2 separate regions of the Mus musculus genome follow, and region 2 is linked to region 1. A link is a contact called in public Hi-C data. All regions are on one chromosome and are shown on one strand. Each heading gives the region's core, a stretch centred on a gene start, on an enhancer-like site or on the middle of the called end of the contact. The rest is flanking DNA. Distances are from core to core; before and after follow the strand shown.

Evidence for each region. Hi-C and Micro-C count contacts between places; a contact is called where the count stands out from the background.
Region 2: a contact with region 1 is called in a Hi-C map of cerebral cortex, with 7 times the contacts expected there. The contact joins two enhancer-like sites. A contact is called at or near these places in 5 of 484 Hi-C or Micro-C datasets (the N1E-115 cell line, adipose-derived mesenchymal stem cells, cerebral cortex and 2 more), 1 of 115 datasets of contacts at active chromatin or transcription factors (embryonic fibroblasts) and 2 of 9 other capture datasets (adipose tissue and embryonic stem cells).

Annotation. Positions count from the first base shown.
Region 1 is chr7:96,521,404-96,526,556 of GRCm38.p6, reverse strand. The region is part of intron 4 of Tenm4 (teneurin transmembrane protein 4); the gene reads right to left. Among named protein-coding and RNA genes, the nearest start is that of Gm15412, 180 kb to the right of the region's middle. Within about 2 kb of position 3,311, at least 37 of the 459 cell types and tissues checked have an H3K27ac peak or open chromatin away from gene starts, as enhancers often do. A contact at or near this core is called in cerebral cortex, where this site is marked.
Region 2 is chr7:96,836,251-96,841,349 of GRCm38.p6, reverse strand. Tenm4 (teneurin transmembrane protein 4) reads right to left here. Exons shown (of 33, transcript NM_001310762.1): 20 at 3,955-4,074. Among named protein-coding and RNA genes, the nearest start is that of Gm15413, 37 kb to the right of the region's middle. Within about 2 kb of position 2,384, at least 14 of the 459 cell types and tissues checked have an H3K27ac peak or open chromatin away from gene starts, as enhancers often do. A contact at or near this core is called in cerebral cortex, where this site is marked.

The DNA of each region.
Region 1 (5,153 bases), core at 2,062-4,561:
GGAGTGAGGCATTTCCGTGCTGACTCCACACACTCTTTGCCTTATAGATGAGGACATTGGAGGCGTGGATGGGTAATTAAGCTTATCCAAGAACCAATGCCGAACCAGGTCTTCAAGACTGTGTGGTTAAGGCCTGGGTTGTCTACCACAGTAGTCACCCACAGCATGTAATAGATTTCAATTTTAATTGCTGTTAAAATAACAATTAAGGTTTTTAATTGTATCGTCACATTTCATGAACACAGCAGCCACATGTAGAGACTGGCTAAGTGTAGACAGTGGTGTTCTAGAAGTTCGGGGTGGTCGGAGAGTAATTCATGAGTCCCCACCTGACAGGCCTGTACAAGGGTCCAAACCTGGTGTCTCCTGTTTGACTTGAAGAAGCAGACAGGGGTCGGGGAGAGAAGCTTTTTCAAGTATACACAACTGCTTGTCAATGTACAGTGTGCCTGGCATCTGCTAACCGGTTGTCTCTCACACCAGCTCTATGCCATGTGGGAGACTAGACAGTGAGATACAGGAGTGGATGGGAGAAGACTGAGATACAGGAGTGGATGGGAGAAGACTTGTCTAAGCTGGGGATGGTGGAGTTTGAGCTCAAACTCAGACCCGATCGATCCTTCTGCAGCAGCTCTGTGGCAAGGGGCCGTTTTGGAAGTGTTTCCCCCTTTCATTCATTTATGAAAGGACAAATTGGATCTTTCCAGTGAAGAAGGCCAAGTCCCAGAAGGGGATAGTTGGGGACAGTTTTCAGTTTTCAACCTTGGCCCAGAGGGAGGTGGTTCTCCCTACAGAGCACCTCTGTCTCTATCTGTGACTTGGGAGGCAGGTCATAGGGGAAGCCCATTCTTTCTGGGGCCTCCCTCACAGGCTGGGCTGAGGTCTCTATAAATCAGGTTCTGTTCACCCCTTAGACTCCAGACTGGAGTGGGAGTGAGAGGATACAGCTTTAAGAAGCTGGGGCTCCTAGGCTCCACAGAGAGCTTGCAGAAGTCTCCAAGGCTGGGCCTGATTTACGAGGCTGCTTATGGCTCCAGGCTGTCCCAGATCTGTGCCTGCCCCAGCCCCAAGTTGTGCACTGACCCAGAGAGGGGTCAAAAGATCTGAGGCTGGACCCAGGAGAGTAGGCCAGATCTATTCCATCTGCTCTCCAGAGGATTTGGCATCAGCTATGTCTGGCAGGAGGGCTATATCTGGCCACACCCATTTTTACCTGGCTAGACAAGTCGGGTGTGGGAGGGGCAGAGGAGGCATGGCCTGACAACCTTGGATGTAGGGTCCTAATGGTTTGTGGGACTACCTACAGCTAACCTTCAACCACTATAATAACCCTTCCAAGAAGCTTGGACCCTCGTTTCAAAAGTGGGAACAATGGCTCCAGAGGGCAAGTGGTATCCCAAGGTAAGCAGCAGGCAACCAGGATGCTCACACACCTCTGCTTCTTGTCTTCAGCTCCTCACACAGCTGCCCACATTTGGCCATTCTCTCTTGATCAAGGAAGACAAACAACCCTCATGGAGAATAGCCAGCAGGCTCCTTTGCATTCTCCCATATGCTATACTGAAGGTGAAAGCACACTGACTCATCTGGTCCTGAAATACTTAGAAAATAAAATGGATTCTGTTGCCAGGGCCAACACCAGGCCTGCAGCCTGCAGCCTGCAGCCTGCAAGAGAGTTGGGAACGTGCTTGCCTCTAGCAGCCTGTTTCTTCCTGCAGTGAGGGATCAGACTTCCCGGGTTTAACAAAGCCCTAACTCTCTGTTTCCTGCAACTGTGGTACCACTTGCCATTTCCAGACACCTGCCCAGCACGTACCAGGCCAGCCTGTTATCGTCGTTTCTTTTGGTAGCCTGGAAAAGTAAATATTGTCATCCAATTTGAAGGAGATCAGAGGGATCTATGACTCACAGCTAATGCAGAGCAGCCCTAGAGCTCAACCCAGCTACATTGTCTCCTAACTCTGTTATGCTTTCCCTGCAGCACGGTGGCCTCAAAGAATGGGCTAGCCTGGGTTAACCCATGGCTGGGCCATGTGATTGTCACCTCTCTGTTGTTCTGTCCGGGGGGGGGGTCTCACATCCAGGAAATAAGAAACATTCAGTAAGGTTGCAAGGGTGGACACTAAAGCCTGAACCTGGATGTAGACGTCACCATTGCTACTTGCCAGCTGTGTGACTCTCTATAAAGAACCTCTCCAGCTCTGTTTCCGGTTCTGCCTAGCTACCTAACCCAGGTAACTGACTATTCCCCTGAAGCATCTGGCACCACACTGGTCGAAGGTAAGCAACTGATAAATGTTCAAGATCACGATGGCCGTGCTTCCATTGGAACCAGTAAGGAAACAGACAGGGTGAAGAACACTCTGTTGGCCCTGCAGAGAGATGAGGGAGGTTGCTGCGAGGACAAAATTTTGGGGTGATAGTTTCAGTTCCACTGTTACAGAGGTCTCAGGTCCACTGTTACAGAGAAGCCCAGAAGGAGTTTGTCAGCACAAACAGTCACTCTGTAAGTGACCAATGGTCTTCTTTATGTCCACATAAACCTGGCAAGCATCAGTTCCCCGTTCCCTCAGCCTTACCCATAGTCAGCTCTTGCAGATAGCAAGCAGCTGTCTGGGAAGCCAATTCTTGGGATCTGTCCCCGACTCAGAGAGGCTGGGATGCCAGAAGACCAGACCTAGCCAAACATATGGACCTGCAACCTAGTAAAGTCCACAGCTGGGCCACTGGCTGGCTTTTCTTCTGTTCCTTGGAATATTCTGGCAACTCTAAAATAGTTTCAGCAACTTATAGACATTTTCCCAGGATATTCTGGTCTCTAAGGGAACAATCTGCTCTTTTCTCACACTTTTAAATCCCTTTTCTTGGAAGACCAGTTCTTGTGCGAGTACACACACACACACACACACACACACACACACACACTCTTAATTTGGCCCTGGATATGATTAGTAAGATTTCAGTGTATAGACTTTGGGACTGGCTAAGCTTACTGAGTGAATTTTATTTGCAAGTTCTTAATAGTAAAGTTCTAATTATTATTTTTTTAAAAAATTTCAATAATGTATTACATAATAGCAATTACTATACTATTCATTAAATTCATGTTAACTAAAGAAGTAGCTTTCATCTTTATCATCACACCAAGTCCTCCCAGCAACCCCCAAGAGAGGACTCTGTTATCTCCATCCAGTTTACAGATAGGGAAACAGAGGCAAGCTGACTTGCCAGAGGCAGATACTAGTTCTGCACTGCTGGCACGGAGGACAGGGTGAAGACATGGTGCCCAGGGGCCCATTTTCTTTCTTCTGGGCCAAAGAGCTTACCAGGCAGAGCTGCTCCCTCCTCTGTTGTAAGGCCACAGAGGGACTCTATCAGTTCTTAAAGTCTCTGCTTCTCAAAGCCCAGACAACCCAAAATTCCTTGCACTTTATACCGTGGCTTCCTCTCTGGCTTTCCAAAGCATTCCTAGCCAGCTGTGCTTCCTCTCTGTGGTCTGAACAGATAATTAAAGCCCAGATTCCTTCTTCCAGAACATATATTTGGAAAATAAAAATTTTCCTCATTTTTTTTAATCTCACAAACAAACAAACAAACAACAATGAAGAAAACCAGGTCCCTCAACCCTTCAAAATAGAACAAAGGAATCCTAAAAACCATTTACAAGCAGCATCTTACACTAGAAGTCAGGGGAGATCAAACAATAAACTGTCAATACAGTACCAAACAGTGACCATTAGAGTTACCTGGACATCAGTGGCTAGCCACTAACTTCCCACGGTGGTCATAGTCACACATACTTTTTAGAACTCCAACGTGAAACTAGGCAAGAAGCCTTAAAAAATGAACACCACTTGACTTGGAATTGGGAGTCTACAGAGCACAAGACAATAACACCAAAGCATACAGATAACTATAAACTGTGACAATGGGCCAGGCTCTCCTACTTAGGCAGCATAAGAAGTTGTTGAGAAGGGAAATGCCCTCCCCACAACTGGTGAAGGCTGAAAGGGAGGACTCAGCAATCGCAGGTACACACGTCGTTCTCAACTCACATGATCCTCTGTCCTCAGGGCTGTCTGCTGTTTTGCAGTGGCCTGCCCAAGTAGCATTATCTGCTGCCTTCCACAGCATCATCCTGGGTCTCCTGTGTTGCCTCCATCCCATCTCCTGGCCAGTGATAGTCATCTTTCATGGATGCCATGTGATCATATCACTCCCAATGCAGGCTTATTTCTCCGGCTTCCCCCCTCCTCCTAGCAGATCGCCAAGCTCTGCCCCCAGGACCCTCCTGTCTCCTCCCTTCCAGATGCTCATTAAGCCCTAGAAATGTGCTCCCAGTCAGGCACCTGCTTGTGTGCAGACTTTACTCAGCATGAGTCAGAGAACTTGCCTTCCAAAGCAGGCCCTTAACTGGAGATGGCTCCTCCCAAGCATTTGCCTAAGGAAGACTCATCGTGAAGAAGAGCTGGCGGCAGGCCACCAGAATAGGCTCCCACCCTCCAGGAACAGGGGCACACCCGATCCCACAAAGACGAGGAGCAGAAGGAGCACTCGACTAGCAGATGCACATGTTAGTTTGCATTTGGTCCCCTCTCTCCTAGACACATTCTCTTGTTACGGTAGGCATGTGATGTGCCTTGTCGAGGCTCAGGGGCTTCCAGGTGCAAACCAGACCAACATGCCTGGCCCCAGAGTCATAAACAACAGCAACTTTATCACCATTCCGGGACATCATCGCTCTGAAATCGATGTAGCATAGCAACTAGAAAAACCAGAATTTTCACCCCAGCACCCAAACCTATGGTAATGAATGAGCACGAAGGTCGGCTTTACTCATCCTTCAGGTAAGAACATAGAGAGCCCCTTCAGCTCCTTGCTAACTGACCTCAAACAAGATGTCACATGTAGAAATGACCTTGTAAATGGTTCAACAGGGACAAATGTAACCATTTATTCTGCCATGCCCAAACCTGCTTCCTCAAAGCTAGTAGGTACCCCAGACATCACAGAGACATCTTGCCATCAGGTCCCCTTGAGCCTTCCCTCCCTCTGTTTGTGTGACCCCATTGCCCAGCCATTTCCAAAGCCATTGGTTTGCTTCAGGTATCGCCAGGGCTGTCCCTTGGGTGGGGCTCAACTTAAGAGAGGGC
Region 2 (5,099 bases), core at 1,135-3,634, 320 kb before region 1:
TGTTCTATAGCCACATGATCAGAGGCTAGGAGAGCTCAGGTTATGGGTACAGGGGCTGGAAATCAAGGTGTGGCACATATCCTGCAGGATAGGTCTGCTTAGCCAAGACCAGTGTTTGGCTGTCACTTCAAGCCCTGTGTTTGGTGTACGGGAATCCAGCCTAGAGTTTGCTTTTTTTTTTTTTTTCTAAAAAGAAAATCTGAAGCCATGTAGTAGCTGAGCCCCCAGAAATGAACTTAGTGGTCATGTTCCCATGTCTCTCCCAATGTGAAGGGCTGGTCCCTGCTACCGAACTACCAGCAAGGGGCTGTTCATTTCACACTTGCACAGATCGAGTCCCCAAGAGCTTGCTGTAGCCACAGGAGGGCAGGTCCATCTTTGAGTAATTCTGGCCATTAAGACTTTAGTTTTTGGAACACATCTGGGCTTCTCTCCTTCTTGTTCTTGTATTGAGCTTTTTTTTTTTATCTGCTATGGTGACCGGAGACCGGTAGCTTTGTCTGCCAGCTCTCTTCCACTGTAATACCTCCTTGGACAAAGTCTTCTTAGGTGGTACATTTAGCTTTGTGGGTTTATTTTTTGAGACAGAGCCTCTCTGTGTAGACCAGGCTACTCTTCAACTAATAATTCTTCTGCTCCAGCCTCGAAAGATATGAGATTTTTGGTGTGTGCTATCATGCCCAGCTAGGTAGGGCATGCTTGCTGAGCCTGCCACGACAAAGCCTTGCTCAAGCAGGATTCTTGTTTCCTCTTAGGGGTCTGTTGTGTCACAGAGACTCCTGACAGATTATGCTGCAGTGCACTATAATTGTTACAGTGCCTAGGACACCCATTTTCTTGACTTTCTAGGGACACTTAGCTTACAGAATGAATACATGAGACACTACCATTTCTTCTTAAATGGCTGCTAAATTCGCAAGTCCCTTCTTGCCTTAGCTACCGACTCAGATCAACCCAGTGATTATCTCTGTCGCTGGTTTGTGAGACCCCTCAACACAGGATCTCACGTTTACCTTGACACACACAACTTTGGTTAGCGTTGGCTGCCCAGTTCACTCTTCCCTTCCTTAGAGGTTGCAAGGATCTTGTATTCAACCATCCTGTCCCAGAGGCAAATTCTGCTCATGGTAGATGACCCTGATTATGGTTTCTCAAACCCCAAAGACAGACTCTTCTTTCTGCGGGAGTTTTCCACATACTTAACTGCACATTGCCCTTTTTATGTTAATGTTTAGAAGTTAGATGGCACCATCCTTCAGAAAGGGATGATGGAGAAACACCAAGGGTGGGCATTTATTGTAGTCTAAGAGTTCAGGGTATGTTCTCTAAGAGAACACCCACCGTCTAGAGGAAACACTTACGGGGTGGTATTCCTGTCACATAACGAATGAGTGTCTGTATTAATTTGGTTTTTTAACAGCCAAACACAAGTTTGGCTGGACTCAAAAGCTTGGTTCAAGAGAGGCAGCCTATAGGGAGGGAGAGATGACAAACAAGAAAAGACGTTTCTTCAAGGCTATGAGCAGGCCAGAGCAGCTGGCCATGCCAGGGGCTGAGTGCAACAGGCCAAGGCCAGGCCTACTCATCTCGTTGGGAAACCCTAATGTAGATGTGAACATGGACTTGACCCCAGAGGGAAGGCCTGGTTCTCAAATGGAGCCTATCTCTTGTTGGTCAAACACCACTCTCACATTACAGGTGAGTTATACCACCTTTCCAAGCTTCAGTTTCTCCGTCTATAAAATTAGGCTGAGCATCATAACCATTTGGCAAGGTTACTAATTAGTTGGAGTGATGGATGGGCAAGCCCAGGATGCCACTTGTTCCCTGGGCATCTCGCTCAGCACGACCCCACACTTCAAGTCAGTGAGCCTGAACCGCTTCTCTTGTCTCTAGGTCTCTTGGTTTTTCTTCATGACTTGCATTTTCCATCTTTTTGAGTATTTTCTTTGTTACTGCTTTCTGTGTATGAGTTACTGTTAACATTTGACATCAAGTGGTGTGTGTGTGTGTGAAGTTGTGGGTAGGGAACTGGTGAGAGTGTCCTGGTGCTGCCTAGAAACCGCAGATTGTACTGGTGAGTCAGATGTAGCCTAGGCCTCCAGCACACATGCACTCATTCTCACCTGCTGACTATCTTTAGCCTTGTGGCCTCTCCTATAAACCAGGCTTAAGCGAAACTGAGCCAAGGAAGGAGGAGTGGAGTGGGCCAGATGCTCCCTGTTCATGTACAACAGAGGGAGTTTCACACACTATGGGAACAAGTGATAACGTTCCCATACATTATGTCTGTGTTGGAAAGAACATTTTAGGCCCATGGTGCATGGGCGAGGACTTATTTGAAATGCAAGCTCTAAGCAGCACCTTTTCTATGTCACAGTGTGGGAGGCTGATGCAGGAAGCCTCCCTCCTGGTGCTCAGTGCCCTCAAGAAACAGTAGATAGGGCCAGCATAGCACAAATGGGGAAATCGTAGCCCAGAGATGTCAAAGAATAGGTGATTCCTAAGGTCACAACATGTAGGATTACTGTGGTGTAGTTCATGGTCCTAGTCTGAGCAAGCCCAGAGGGGCCTACTGACTGATGGTTTGCTCTTTTATGTGGAAAGTTTTGTGGCAAAAAGAACAATCTCCAAAAGCTCCTGTTTGGATGACTGTTCCCCTGTGGGCGATAACGTACTAAGAATACCCATGGCCTAGGGTTCCCACGGCTGCCATTTCTGTACAATCCATACCCGAAGACAGACACAATCAAGAAAGGAAGCTCCTTCATGCATGGGTGGGTGTTTGCTAAGGGGCCTCTGGCAGAAACCGTTCAGGGCAGGGAACAGTGGCCTGGCCTGGCCAGTCTACTCCCTGGAGACTGGCACAGACCCCTTTTAGCTGTGCCCTTCCCAGGGCCGTGGAGGAGGGGAGACTCCGTACACCAAGCTTGCCAAGCTGTCTAAGAGGCACACATGTCTCCAAACAGATGAGTCCTGCTTCATTATCACCTCGGCTGGGACATGCTCACATCTGATATTGGATTAAAGAGGTGCTAAAATCAATCAGGCTGGAGCATAATTTCTAACACTGAGTGAGGAATCAACCTTATGGGCCCACGCTCAGCCAGATGGACTGACATCACCTGATTTCATTAAAAATAGAGGACGTCTCACCACCGACAGCCTAAATATTCCTCTTGCCTTCTTTTGCTCTGAAATATTTGTGTTACTCTGTCCTCGTTATTCAACAACTTGTAATAATTAGTATTTTTTTATACCCACTATTTATTTACTTACTGCGTGTCACACTAGGAAGTGAATTCTTGTGTGGCAGGAAACAATGGTTTATTAGACAGGAACTATAGCTAGGTGCTTCCTTAGCCACTGTACTGTCCTATCCATTCCTAGTGTATGAGGTAGATGGTATTAGAATCATGCTTCAGATGAAGAGGCAATATTTGTCCAAGCATACTTTAGTCACACGGTGGGGGTAGGTCTAGGGCCATTCCTTAAAGGAAACCTTAGCTTTACTACATGCTGTTGATGGTTCTCAGGGAAAGTAAAAGGATAGAATTCTGCTATCGCCTAAATGGCTTCTATGGGAGCCACTTCTAAGCAACTGAAAGGTAGAAACCGAATGGTTAGATTCCAAGGAGCCATCTTATCCATTATAAAGTAGATTCACGAGAGTATTTCCACGAGTCACTGGGCAGCATAATATGGATAAGGAACCCTCTGTTTATGTGAAATCCTCATGAGAAGAAGGTGTCACATCTACAGTCAAAGGGACAGAGGCCGGAGGCAGGTGCAGGTCAGGAGACAGTAGGTGGCTGAGCGGGGTGTTAAAATATAGGCTGTCTGGGTCCAGGTCTGACCCTCTGTCCACATAATCGATCCAGGGCAGCTATGCTGCAAGACTACAGCTCCTAACTCTCAGGCCTAATTCTCCCTGGCCCACAAAGGGTCTCCTACCTGCCATCTTGCCTGCTGATTGTGTATCCAAAGAGAGGGTTATTGATGAAACTGATGTTCACGCCAACCAATGGGGTCCCATCTGACGTCATCACTTGTCCACGGATGACACAAGCATGCCTGTGGGAAGAGAAGAGAGAAGACCATGAGATACTTTTCACAGTCTGCAGGGAAGCCCCAGAAGTCATAGCCAGAAGACTGGTCATCTAGACATGACTAACATCCAGGAGCCCCACGTGTTCACTTCATACAAACAATAATCTCTTTTTTAAAAAAAAAATCACGTCTCGAGGTATCAATGTGTCCTTGAGAGAATCACTCTGGGGGAACGTTTTCAAGTTTTTCACTAGGGCTGTCATCTACTGTGAGGGGAGAAGGCTGACTCCAGGGAACAACAGGGTATAGTCAAGCATGCGACAACAGAGTCAGGTGGCCTGGGTTCAAATCCCAGTTCTGCTACTTGCTAGAGCTCTGAGCTTGTGCAGGTATGTGACAGTTCTTTGCACCTCTTTTTTTGCTGTTATTGGTTTTGTTTTCTTTTTTTTTTTTTTTCATCTTGGTACAATGTAACAGTGGTATGGTAAGGTACAATGTAACAATGGTATGGTAAGTAACAATAGCCATGGTTTTATTACTGGAAGTGAGAACACAGGAGAACAGGATGGAGGCTATACTTGCTTTTACCTGGCATTGGGAAGAGAAGGATAGATGATAGCACCCCCTTGGGAGTATCTGCTTGGGGACTTGTTCCCACTCCCAGCTCCCTCCCCTTTGTCCCTTGTATTCTAGACCACAAACCATACGTTTTTCCTGCATTTTCCAGGAGAATGTGTGGTGCCCGTGCGTGTGTAATGTTCTCCCATCTGCCTAAAATGTCATCTCTACACACACTCCAACAGTCTTGTCCTTCAGCGCCCACTTCAGAGGACTTCTGTGAAGTTCCTGCTCAGAACTCTCATCTCGCTCCCTCGAAACCGCACACCAAGGCCTTGGTATCCTGCTAAGCTGCACCTCCCTCTCCTCTCCACCCAGACATCAGGCAGTGTGAGGGCGTGGCAAGGCTTTCTCTGTAGTGCAGAGCCTGGACCGTGCCTAGTGAGTACTTAGTCACAGGGGCAAAATAGAGGACTGAGCAAATAAACAGG